3 separate regions of the Sus scrofa genome follow, and all the other regions are linked to region 3. The links are chromatin contacts, called in public HiChIP or PLAC-seq and promoter capture Hi-C maps. All regions are on one chromosome and are shown on one strand. Each heading gives the region's core, a stretch centred on a gene start, on an enhancer-like site or on the middle of the called end of the contact. The rest is flanking DNA. Distances are from core to core; before and after follow the strand shown. Region 1 holds the start of ANKS1A (ankyrin repeat and sterile alpha motif domain containing 1A). Region 2 holds the start of RPS10 (ribosomal protein S10). Region 3 holds the start of C7H6orf106 (chromosome 7 open reading frame, human C6orf106).

Region 1 (2,951 bases), core at 8-2,507, 150 kb after region 3:
TCCGTTTTGATTTGGTGGCGGTGGGGAGAGGGAAAATTGAGGGTACTGAACTCAGTTTGTGTATTTTCCACCCTGGGAAACCAGTATTTGTAAAGGACAGCTGCGCTTTTTACTGAAGGGCGTCTTTTTCCTTTCCGTCTTTCTAAAAACGCAATGTCAGTTAACTCTTGTCCTTCATTCTCTTTCCTCAGAAGAAATCTTGGGGACGGGAGGAAACTCAATTCCGTTGTACTCCCTGTGGCTACCGGGTAAACTCAGGCAGTACAATTGGACAGAGACGGCGGTCCTGTGTTTACATTGAATTGCCAGCATTTCTCTTTTGTTCCTCAAAAACGTAAAAAAAAAAGAAAAGTCCTATAGCTTGAACCGAATTTATCCAATTCCTTATTCACTCCACAACGATTGAGCGCCTACTTCGAGCCAGGAACAATGCTAGTACCAGAAACAAAAGACATAATCTCTACCCAGTTGAATGATTTTTCCAATTCCCCAGTACTCAAGGTCGGGGTCGGTTTCACACATTTGACTTTAATATCAGCTTGGTTAATGTCATCGAAAGAGGAAACATCCTACTGGGAGAGAAGCCTTCCCTTTGAATGTTTAGCTTTAACGAACCGTTTCAGAGTTGGGAGCATTAAGTGGGGATATTTTTGTTTTAAAAGTTCCCTCTCTTCCCTCATTGAAGTACGGAAGGGGGCATTTTATTCACCTCTGTATTACTAGGTTCCCACATCTATTACGTATTTAATTTATGCGTGCTGAATGAATGGACTTGGAAATGTAGATGCGCGTTGCCATATTTCTCTCTTTGTTTCTACATTGCCTGGATGAATTACCGTATTTCCTATCCTGCGAGCTCCCAAAACCTTTGAGGAAGAAGAACACGTCGGGAGGCGCGCACAGGTGGAGCGAATCTGTAGCTTCCCACTTGTACAGCAGGTGACCACACGACACCCTCCTCTCGCCCAGAGAGGACAATCTCGGCTCAACCAAGGCCACTTGGCGCAGACCCCAGCCACCTGTGTCCGCCCTCCGAGCCCCGCCCAGCTAGGTGGGCAAAGGGGCGGGGCGCAGGGGCGCGGTGACGCGTGACGCCGGATCCCGGAAGTGACGCGCTCCTGGGGGAAAAGGCGGGGGGAGGGGGTGGTGTCCCCGGCCGGTTTGGGGGGTGCGTTGCCCGGAGACGGAAAGTTTGGGAGCCAGAGCAGGCTCCGCGGCGGCCCCGGGGAGGAGGTCCGGGGGGCGGCGGCCCTGGGGATGGGGAAAGAGCAGGAGCTGCTGGAGGCCGCCCGCACCGGGCACCTCCCGGCCGTGGAGAAGCTGCTGTCCGGGAAGCGGCTCTCCTCAGGCTTCGGGGGTGGCGGCGGCGGTGGCGGCAGCTCCGGGGGCGGCAGCAGCGGCGGCGGCGGTCTAAGCTCCTCGAGCCATCCTCTGTCCAGTCTGCTCAGGTGAGTAACGCTCCGATACCCGGCAGCCGCCTGGAGATCCCCTTTCCCCCGCCCGTCTCCTGGGTCTCCAGAGAGATCGGGGCTCCAGAGACCCTAGCGGGGTGGGTTTGCGGGTTGCCCCAGGGCGAGGGCAGGCGGCCCAAGGGGCAGGGGGCACCGGTGCGGGTCCGCGCGGCTTCGGGTTCCTCTCATCTCGCCTCCTGACCCAGCTGCGAAGAATGGTGGGAGTGCCCAGGTGGCAGCCTCCGCCGCATGGCACAGCCCGGCTGCACCCTCGCCCGCTGGCGGGTGCCAGCTGTTGTATCTCACAAGCCACTTTAGAGGAAAAAAAAAAATGTGTTTTAAATCTCCCTCATCTCCTGCAGAAACTCCCACGCCTTGCAGAATCTCGCGGTTCCCCTGGAGGAAATTCTCTTGATTCCCTTCTTTTGGGAACTTGGAATCTTCCACCAGGCTCTGCAGGACGTGGCTTTTGTCGTTTATATTAAAATTGTCTTTGGGTTTATCAGGTTCAAAATGTTTTTCTTTCAGCCCCCTTTGTGCTTGGAGTTTAAAGTCTGGTTCCATGTAGCGAACCTCATTGGATTAGTCTGTTAAGTGGCATATGTAGTGTTCATCAAGGGGTCTATTCATCAAAAAATAAAGGTTTAGGAAAACTTGTTTAGGAAACTGAGGGGTGCTTTAAACTTTTCCAAGGACTGTTGTTAAACACTTGAATCTGGAGCTGTAAGGATTGAGAGAAAAAAAAGGTCACTTTTGTGCATCTTGAAGGGGGGATTGGAGGTGCCTTGTCACTGTGAGTAAAATGTGTTGTTTCAGCAGCACTTTCATAGCCTGTTTTCTTTTCCTTCCTTGTTCTTTTGAGGTTTCTAAGAAGTGGAAGTTCATTTAGAAATGGCTTGGTTTGCTTTTGTTCCACATTAGTTTATGTAACTTCAATTTGAGTGAGCTTGGACCAAAGAAGCCCAAGGCTCAAATAAATTGTTAGGTATTAAGCACTGAGTGCAAACCCAGGTCTACACAGGAAGATTTTAAAAAGCAGTTTAAGAGGAGAACTCTCCCAGGGAGTTCATTTTCTTTCTTCTTTTCTTTTCTTTTTCTTTCTTTTCTTTCTTTCTTTCTTTTTTTTGCTTTATTGGGGCCGCAGGTGCGTCATATGGAAATTCCTAGGTTAGGGGTGGAACCAGAGCTGCAGCTGCCGGCCTACACCACAGCCACAGCAACATGGGATCTGAGCTGCATCTGTGAACTATACCACAGTTTACAGCAACGCCAGATCCTTAACCCACTGAGGGAGGCTAGGGAATCAAACCTGCATCCTCATGGGTACTAGTAAAGTTTGTAAGCCCCTGAGCCACAATGGGAACTCACTCCCAGGGAGTTCTTCTGGGGAGACAAAACCCAGTACCATTTGCTACAGTTTTCCCAGCCCCTAGAACAATGCTGTCACATAGTTAGTACTCAGGATTTGTTGAATGAATAAATTAGTGATACATTTCTACA
Region 2 (2,937 bases), core at 11-2,510, 220 kb before region 3:
GCATGGCCTTCATGACGTGAAGATTAGGCACATTCTTGTCCGCCAGCTCGGGGTGCTTCGGCATGTGCACGTCTTTTTTGGCCACCATCACTCCCTCCTTGAAAAGGAGTTCATAAATGGCAATCCGGTTCTTCTTGGGCATCAGCATCTGCAAGAAGGAAGCGATATAATCAAGATTACTTCTGGGGAGTTCCCGTTGTGGCGCAGTGGTTAACGAATCCGACTAGGAACCATGAGGTTGCGGGTTCGATCCCTGCCCTTGCTCAGTGGGTTAACGATCCGGCGTTGCCGTGAGCTGTGGTGTAGGTTGCAGACGCGGCTCGGATCCCGCGTTGCTGTGGCTCTGGCGTAGGCTGGTGTCAACAGCTCCGATTAAACCCCTAGCCTGGGAACCTTCATATGCCGCGGGAGCAGCCCAACAAATGGCAAAACACAAAATAAATAAATAAATAAATAACTTCTGAGCAATGTGGCCAAGGGCCAGGAACCATCATCCCGAAACGACAATAACCACTGTTCAATGGAATAAAATCTGTGGAAAACAGTAAACAAGGATTCAAACTCCACAGAAGGGAACCCTAACAATTACTCGTTCCCTCCTCCACCCTTGAAAAACGATTCAGATGAGAAGTTGCCAAAACATTAAAAAATAAACCTGTAGGGGCGGGGGGAGTTGTGCACATACTCGCTCCGGACTTTCGCTCTCACAACAAAGGTGGAAAGGGGGCGCAGCTCCTGCACGCGCGGACTATTTCGGCACCTTCAACCACGGTTACCTAGTGCGGAATGGCGCGAGGGACCCAGAGGAAAGCCCTCGGCCCTTAACAGGCCACTGACCCCAAACCAAAGGGATAGAGCCTTCTCAGCCTACCGTTCTCTTCCCGAGCTAGAGCTCCAGGGCCGGGTAAGGACGCAGCACGGAGTGCGGAGTTCTGCCCCGAAGGAAAAGCGCGCAGGAGCGACAGCCTCCCAAGCCGGATCCTCCCTTCCTCCGCCCCCGCCATGGGATGCCAATCTTCGCAAGCCAGAATCCCACTGCCCTGCGAAATGCGCCCCTGGCCGCTCTCACTACTCGGAAATGGCCGTGCGGGGAGCGGGAGAGGGCCTCCTCCGCCCCACGCCTGGGGAAGCACAGCGACTACAGCAGCCAGAGGGCCAGGATGGGGGCCGATGGAACCCAGACTCCAGAGGAACTCACCGCGGCGGCTACTGCGTACGGGGCCGGAGCTAGAAAGGAAGGGGCATGCGCGGCGCAGCGTCTCTTCCGGGCTGCCTCGCCCCGCCCCCTGTCAGGACCCTCGCGCGGCCTGGGGTGGCCTCGGCAGTGCCTGAGAGACTGGCGGCTCCTGGCAGCCGCTGAGAAGCCTGACAGCACGCACGTGGAAACCGCTGGGGCCGGCTTCTGAACCTGTGGGTTTTGTCGATAAATAGCCATTTATGCTTGGGCAGGCCCTTTGCAAGTGCGCTACTCATTTATTTTCTTTGTTTCCTGTCGGTGATTTAACTTACTATTATGTAAGTAATATATGCTCTTTGAGCGGGAAAAAGAGACCATTCAGACAAAAATAAACAACAGTAATAACAATTATAAAAGAATAAAAGTAGAATACTATCGACCAAAGAATCGCTATTAACAATTTGGTATACATTCTTCCAGACTCATAGGAAATCTATATATTTTTTTAACAAAAACGGAATGTTTTGTGTGTACATCATGATATGCTGTTTGACAACCTGTTTTTTCCTTTCCCAATAATACATAATGAATTTTTTTTTTCTTTTTACCGTCACACCTGTAGCATATGCAAGTTCCCAGGCTAGTGGTGGAATGGAAGCTGCAGCTGCCGGCCTGCACCACAGCCACATCAATTCCAGATCAGAGCTGCATCTGGGACCTACGCAGCTGTTTGTAGCAACACTGGATCCTTAACCCACTGAGTGAGGCCAGGGATGCAACTTGCATCCTCAAGGAGATTAGTGGGCTTCTTAACCTGCTGAGCCAGATGGGAACTTCCACGAATTTTTCATGTCATTGCCTGCAACTGTTATGACTACATAGTAGTCTGCTGATGAATGGTTTAATCAATGCCATGGTTGGATATATATATTAAAAATCCTTCACTATTATAATAAACGATGCCACGTACTTATCCACACCTTTGTCCAATATTTTCCTTGTGACAAATTCCTGGAGTGTAATTGTTGAGTAATAAAGCACACATTTTTAAGTTTTTGACACATGCCACATTGACTTCTGGAAGGCATTATCAATTATATTTTGGTCAGGTGTTAAAACAAGGCTCACTCCCTATTAACCCTGCTGACATTGGATATTCATTTCTGTCAGTATGATACATAAATATTAATCTCATAGTTCTTTTGATTTGCTTTTCTTGATTACTTCTGTGGTTAAACATTTTTTTTTCTTTTCTTTTTAGGCATTTTTGTTCTTTCTTTAAAAATTCATTTCCAAGGAGTTCCCTTCATGGCACAGCGGTTAACGAACCTGACTAAGATCTATGAGGATGAGGGTTCGATCCCTGGCATTGTCCAGTGGGTCTTCAATCCAGTGTTGCCTTGAGCTGTGGTGTAGGCCACAGACGCGGCTCGGATCTGGTGTTGCTGTGGCTGTGGCTGGCAGCTGTAGCTCTGATTCAGTCCCTAGCCTGGGAATCTCCATATACTGCAGGTGTGGCCCTAAAAAGAAAAAAAAAATTTGCTCAGATCTGGTGTGGCTTTGGCTGTGGTGTAGGCTGGCAGCTTAAGCTCTGATTCCATGCCTAGTCTGAGAACTTCCATATGCTATAGGTGTGGCCCTTAAAAAAATTCATTTCCATTACCTGTTTTTTTATTGAGGTTTTTTTTCTTATTAATATGAAATTCCTATTTACATAATCACCCTTTAAAACCATAGTAAGCTCTTTGTCACATGTTTTT
Region 3 (3,099 bases), core at 361-2,860:
GCTCACGGGACCTCCTTTTCTGACACTGCCTGAAGCAGTGGACAGGGAATAAAGGTGAAACTGGCTATATAAGTGATGCCAAGAGAAACAAGATTCCACATGCCAGGGACAGAATGCCCAACACAGAGAGCAAAGGGCACTTATCTCATGGCTTTCTGACCAAAGAAAGATGAGTTGTTTCACCTGAAATACTTTCAAAGGAAGTTAATATTCTCCACTTTATCACGCACTCTGAATGAATTCAACAACTCCTCCTCGGTACACAAAGGGAAGCCTTACTTGAAAAATAGCAAGTGCTACCATCCAAAGCCAGTAAACACTTCTTTAGTCTAAGTTATCATGGTCTTCTGTCCCAATTCAGTCTTCTACAAGAAGTCTCCAAGCCAAAAATACTTGGTTTCCAGCCTAAGTTCTCCATCTTCCCAAACATTTAAAAACCCAGCTGTCTTCCCCTTAAGACCCTCTGGACAAGCCCCTCTCCTTTCCCCGCATTCTGGAGCCCAGGGCTCCAATCCCCTCAGAAAGTTCCCTCCCCCAAGATAAACTCTCCTTCACTTTCCTAAGTTTTTTCCCAGACCCTGCTCCGGGTCTAGCGCTCCATTTCTCCACTAGTAGATCCCACTCTATCCTGGCACAACTCTTTGGAAAGTCTTTTTTTTTTTTTTTTTTAAGCCGTATTCACCTGTCCTGCCCCATGAAGTTCTTCCCTTTTCCCTATCTGTCCTCCAGTGGACACACACACACGATCTATTCTTATCAAATCCTAACTCCAAGTCTCACCCGTGCCCAGGTTCTTCCACAGCACCTAATTCTCTCCCGGAGTTTCCCCTCATCCCTGTCCTCCTCAGCCCCTAAGTCCACACCCCAAGCTTTTTTCCACTCCCTATCTTTAGGTTTTGTGTGCTTTTTACTCTTAGCCAACAGCACAGCCCTCTTCCTCCCAGATTTACCCCACGCCTCGATACTCAAGTCTCTGCCCCTCTTCCAACGTTCATCGGCTGCTAATGCTCCGAAGAACCTCAGGAAACCCCTCCCCACACACACACTCTCCCGTCTCCCTTCCGCCTCTCCTGCCCTCCATAGCCCCCAACTCTCCTCGTATGTCCCCCTCTAGCCCTGCTCAGTCCCCGAATTCTCGCAGGCCCATAGGACTCCCCACACGCCCTCCCCGCCCCCGGAAGAGGGTGCCCCTCAGTGCCCGCCCGGCCCGCCCTGCTGCCGAGCTCGGGTGTCCCTTCCCTTCCCCTCGGGGCCCCGAGGCCGCTGCTAGGACTCGCGCGGCGGGGCCGGCTCACCAGTTGGTCATGTCCAGGAAGAAGGCGCAGCCGGCCGGGTTGAGCTGGAAACCGAGCAACCGCTGGAACTCGGAGATGAGCACGTCCTTGTCGGTGGTGCCCAGCAGCTGAACTTCTGCATCAGCTCGGGGTCCAGGTCCACGTCCATGCCCTCCATGGCTGGGGCCGGACACTCACTTCCCCGCCTCCTCACAAGCGAACCGCCGCCGCGCCGCCGGGCCCGGGGACCAGGAGGGGGCCCGCTGCTAGCTGGCGCCGCGACCCCGCTCCTCTGAGGTAGGCCCCGGGCCTCTCACCGCCTCATAGGGGTAAACTCACTCAGCCACTCACTCGCTCGCGCGCTCCCCCCCCTCCCACCCCCCCCAGCGCCGCCGCCTCCGCCGCCGCCGCCTCTCGCTTCTCCACCACCTCCGCCTCCTCCCGCGTCGCGCCCACTGCGCAAGCGTCGCCGGCTTAGGCCCCGCCCCTTCCTTTCCAGAAGGCCTGCCCCTCAGTGGCGTCACAACCCCGTGACGTCCCCCGCGTGACCTCACCGCGGTGGAGCGAGGGGGCGGGCGGTGGGAAGGAGGAAAGGGTTGGCCAGGCGACGCGGGGAGGTGACTGAGGACCTGACATTTTTCTCGCCCCGCCTCAACCCTCAAGGGGAGGAGTTAAACCCAGCGGTTGGGGGAAAAGCTCAGGCATCTTCGTCTACAACTCCAGCATTTTGCGCGTGAGGAAATGAGAAACGGAGACCAGGGCAAGGTCAAGTACTGAAGTGCACAGAGAACCCATCCCTCCCAGCCGAAAGACTTGTTTGCCTAAGTTTCTAGAGCGGCTTTCCCAGAAGGAAGATGCCATAAGTCCTTGGTTCCTGGCCACCCCCGGGGATGATTGCTAGTTTACCCATGCTGTTTCTGTTATGTATGCAACGGTAGTCTCCAGAAAGAAAAGGAGGCCTGGATACAAACGTCAATCACAGGTCCAGGTGAACATTGTGCATAATCTTCTACCGGCTCCATCAGGGCCAACTCTCTCTTAAAAGTTAAGTCACAAGGAGTTCCAGCGGTAAGGAATCCAACTAGTATCCCATGAGGATGAGCGGTCCGTCCCTGGCCCTGCTCAGTGGATTAAGGATCTAGCGTTGCATGAGCTGTGGTGCAGGCCAGCAGCTGCATCTCTAATTCCACCCCTAGCCTGGGAACTTCCTATGCTGCATGTGTGATCCTGAAAAGCAAAAAAAAATTAAGTCACAAGAATTTGACATGCCTTGTTCAGTTGTAGAGAGCAAAGTGTCAGTGAACATATAGTACACCTGCCTGGTCAGGGCCCCTTGTTAAGCTCAAAAAATGAGAAAGGAAACACAGACTATCTTGTCTACCCCCTTTCATTCCTCTTTCAGCATGAGCTTTTAAACACCTGATTTGACCAGCAGTCTGCTACATCCAAAGAGGGAAGAGATAATTTTAAAATGGTCTCTTTGCTGTACAGTAGAAAATGGACAAAACACTGTAAACCAACTATAACGAAAAAATGAAAATAATAAAATAAATTTTAAAGAAAAAGGTCGCCTGCCTTCAAGTAGTTCTGTCTTACAGATATGGAAAAGAACATCCAGAAGGTTTCTATATCTTGTTCAAAAATGCAGAGCAGCAAAACTAGAACCCATTTCTCAGTCCTAATATAATGTGTTTAACATAATTTCAACAAGCAGACAACTAGAATAAGTGACCAGTAGTATCCTGGGTGCTTTGAGATTTGGGAAAAGGAAAACATTCTACCTCCTTCTTTCCCACTACCAGATGAAACTAAAACTATGGCTTTA

Evidence for each region. Promoter capture Hi-C pulls out the DNA fragments that hold promoters and counts their contacts. HiChIP or PLAC-seq counts read pairs in DNA pulled down with a chosen protein or histone mark.
Region 1: a contact with region 3 is called in an H3K27ac HiChIP or PLAC-seq map of alveolar macrophages. The contact joins the promoter of ANKS1A here to the promoter of C7H6orf106 in region 3. A contact is called at or near these places in 1 of 5 promoter capture datasets (liver), 1 of 47 Hi-C or Micro-C datasets (liver) and 1 of 2 datasets of contacts at active chromatin or transcription factors (alveolar macrophages).
Region 2: a promoter capture Hi-C map of liver shows a contact between it and region 3, with 4 times the contacts expected there. The contact joins the promoter of RPS10 here to the promoter of C7H6orf106 in region 3. A contact is called at or near these places in 2 of 5 promoter capture datasets (fetal skeletal muscle and liver), 1 of 47 Hi-C or Micro-C datasets (heart right ventricle) and 1 of 2 datasets of contacts at active chromatin or transcription factors (skeletal muscle).

Annotation. Positions count from the first base shown.
Region 1 is chr7:30,811,834-30,814,784 of Sscrofa11.1, forward strand. It overlaps ANKS1A (ankyrin repeat and sterile alpha motif domain containing 1A), which reads left to right and starts at 1,258. Exons shown (of 25, transcript NM_001246264.2): 1 at 1,258-1,448. The coding sequence starts at 1,258.
Region 2 is chr7:30,441,452-30,444,388 of Sscrofa11.1, forward strand. It overlaps RPS10 (ribosomal protein S10), which reads right to left and starts at 1,261. Exons shown (of 6, transcript NM_001244106.1): 1 at 872-1,261; 2 at 1-148. The coding sequence starts at 148.
Region 3 is chr7:30,665,505-30,668,603 of Sscrofa11.1, forward strand. C7H6orf106 (chromosome 7 open reading frame, human C6orf106) reads right to left here and starts at 1,611. Exons shown (of 6, transcript NM_001243026.1): 1 at 1,401-1,611; 2 at 1,296-1,398. The coding sequence starts at 1,452.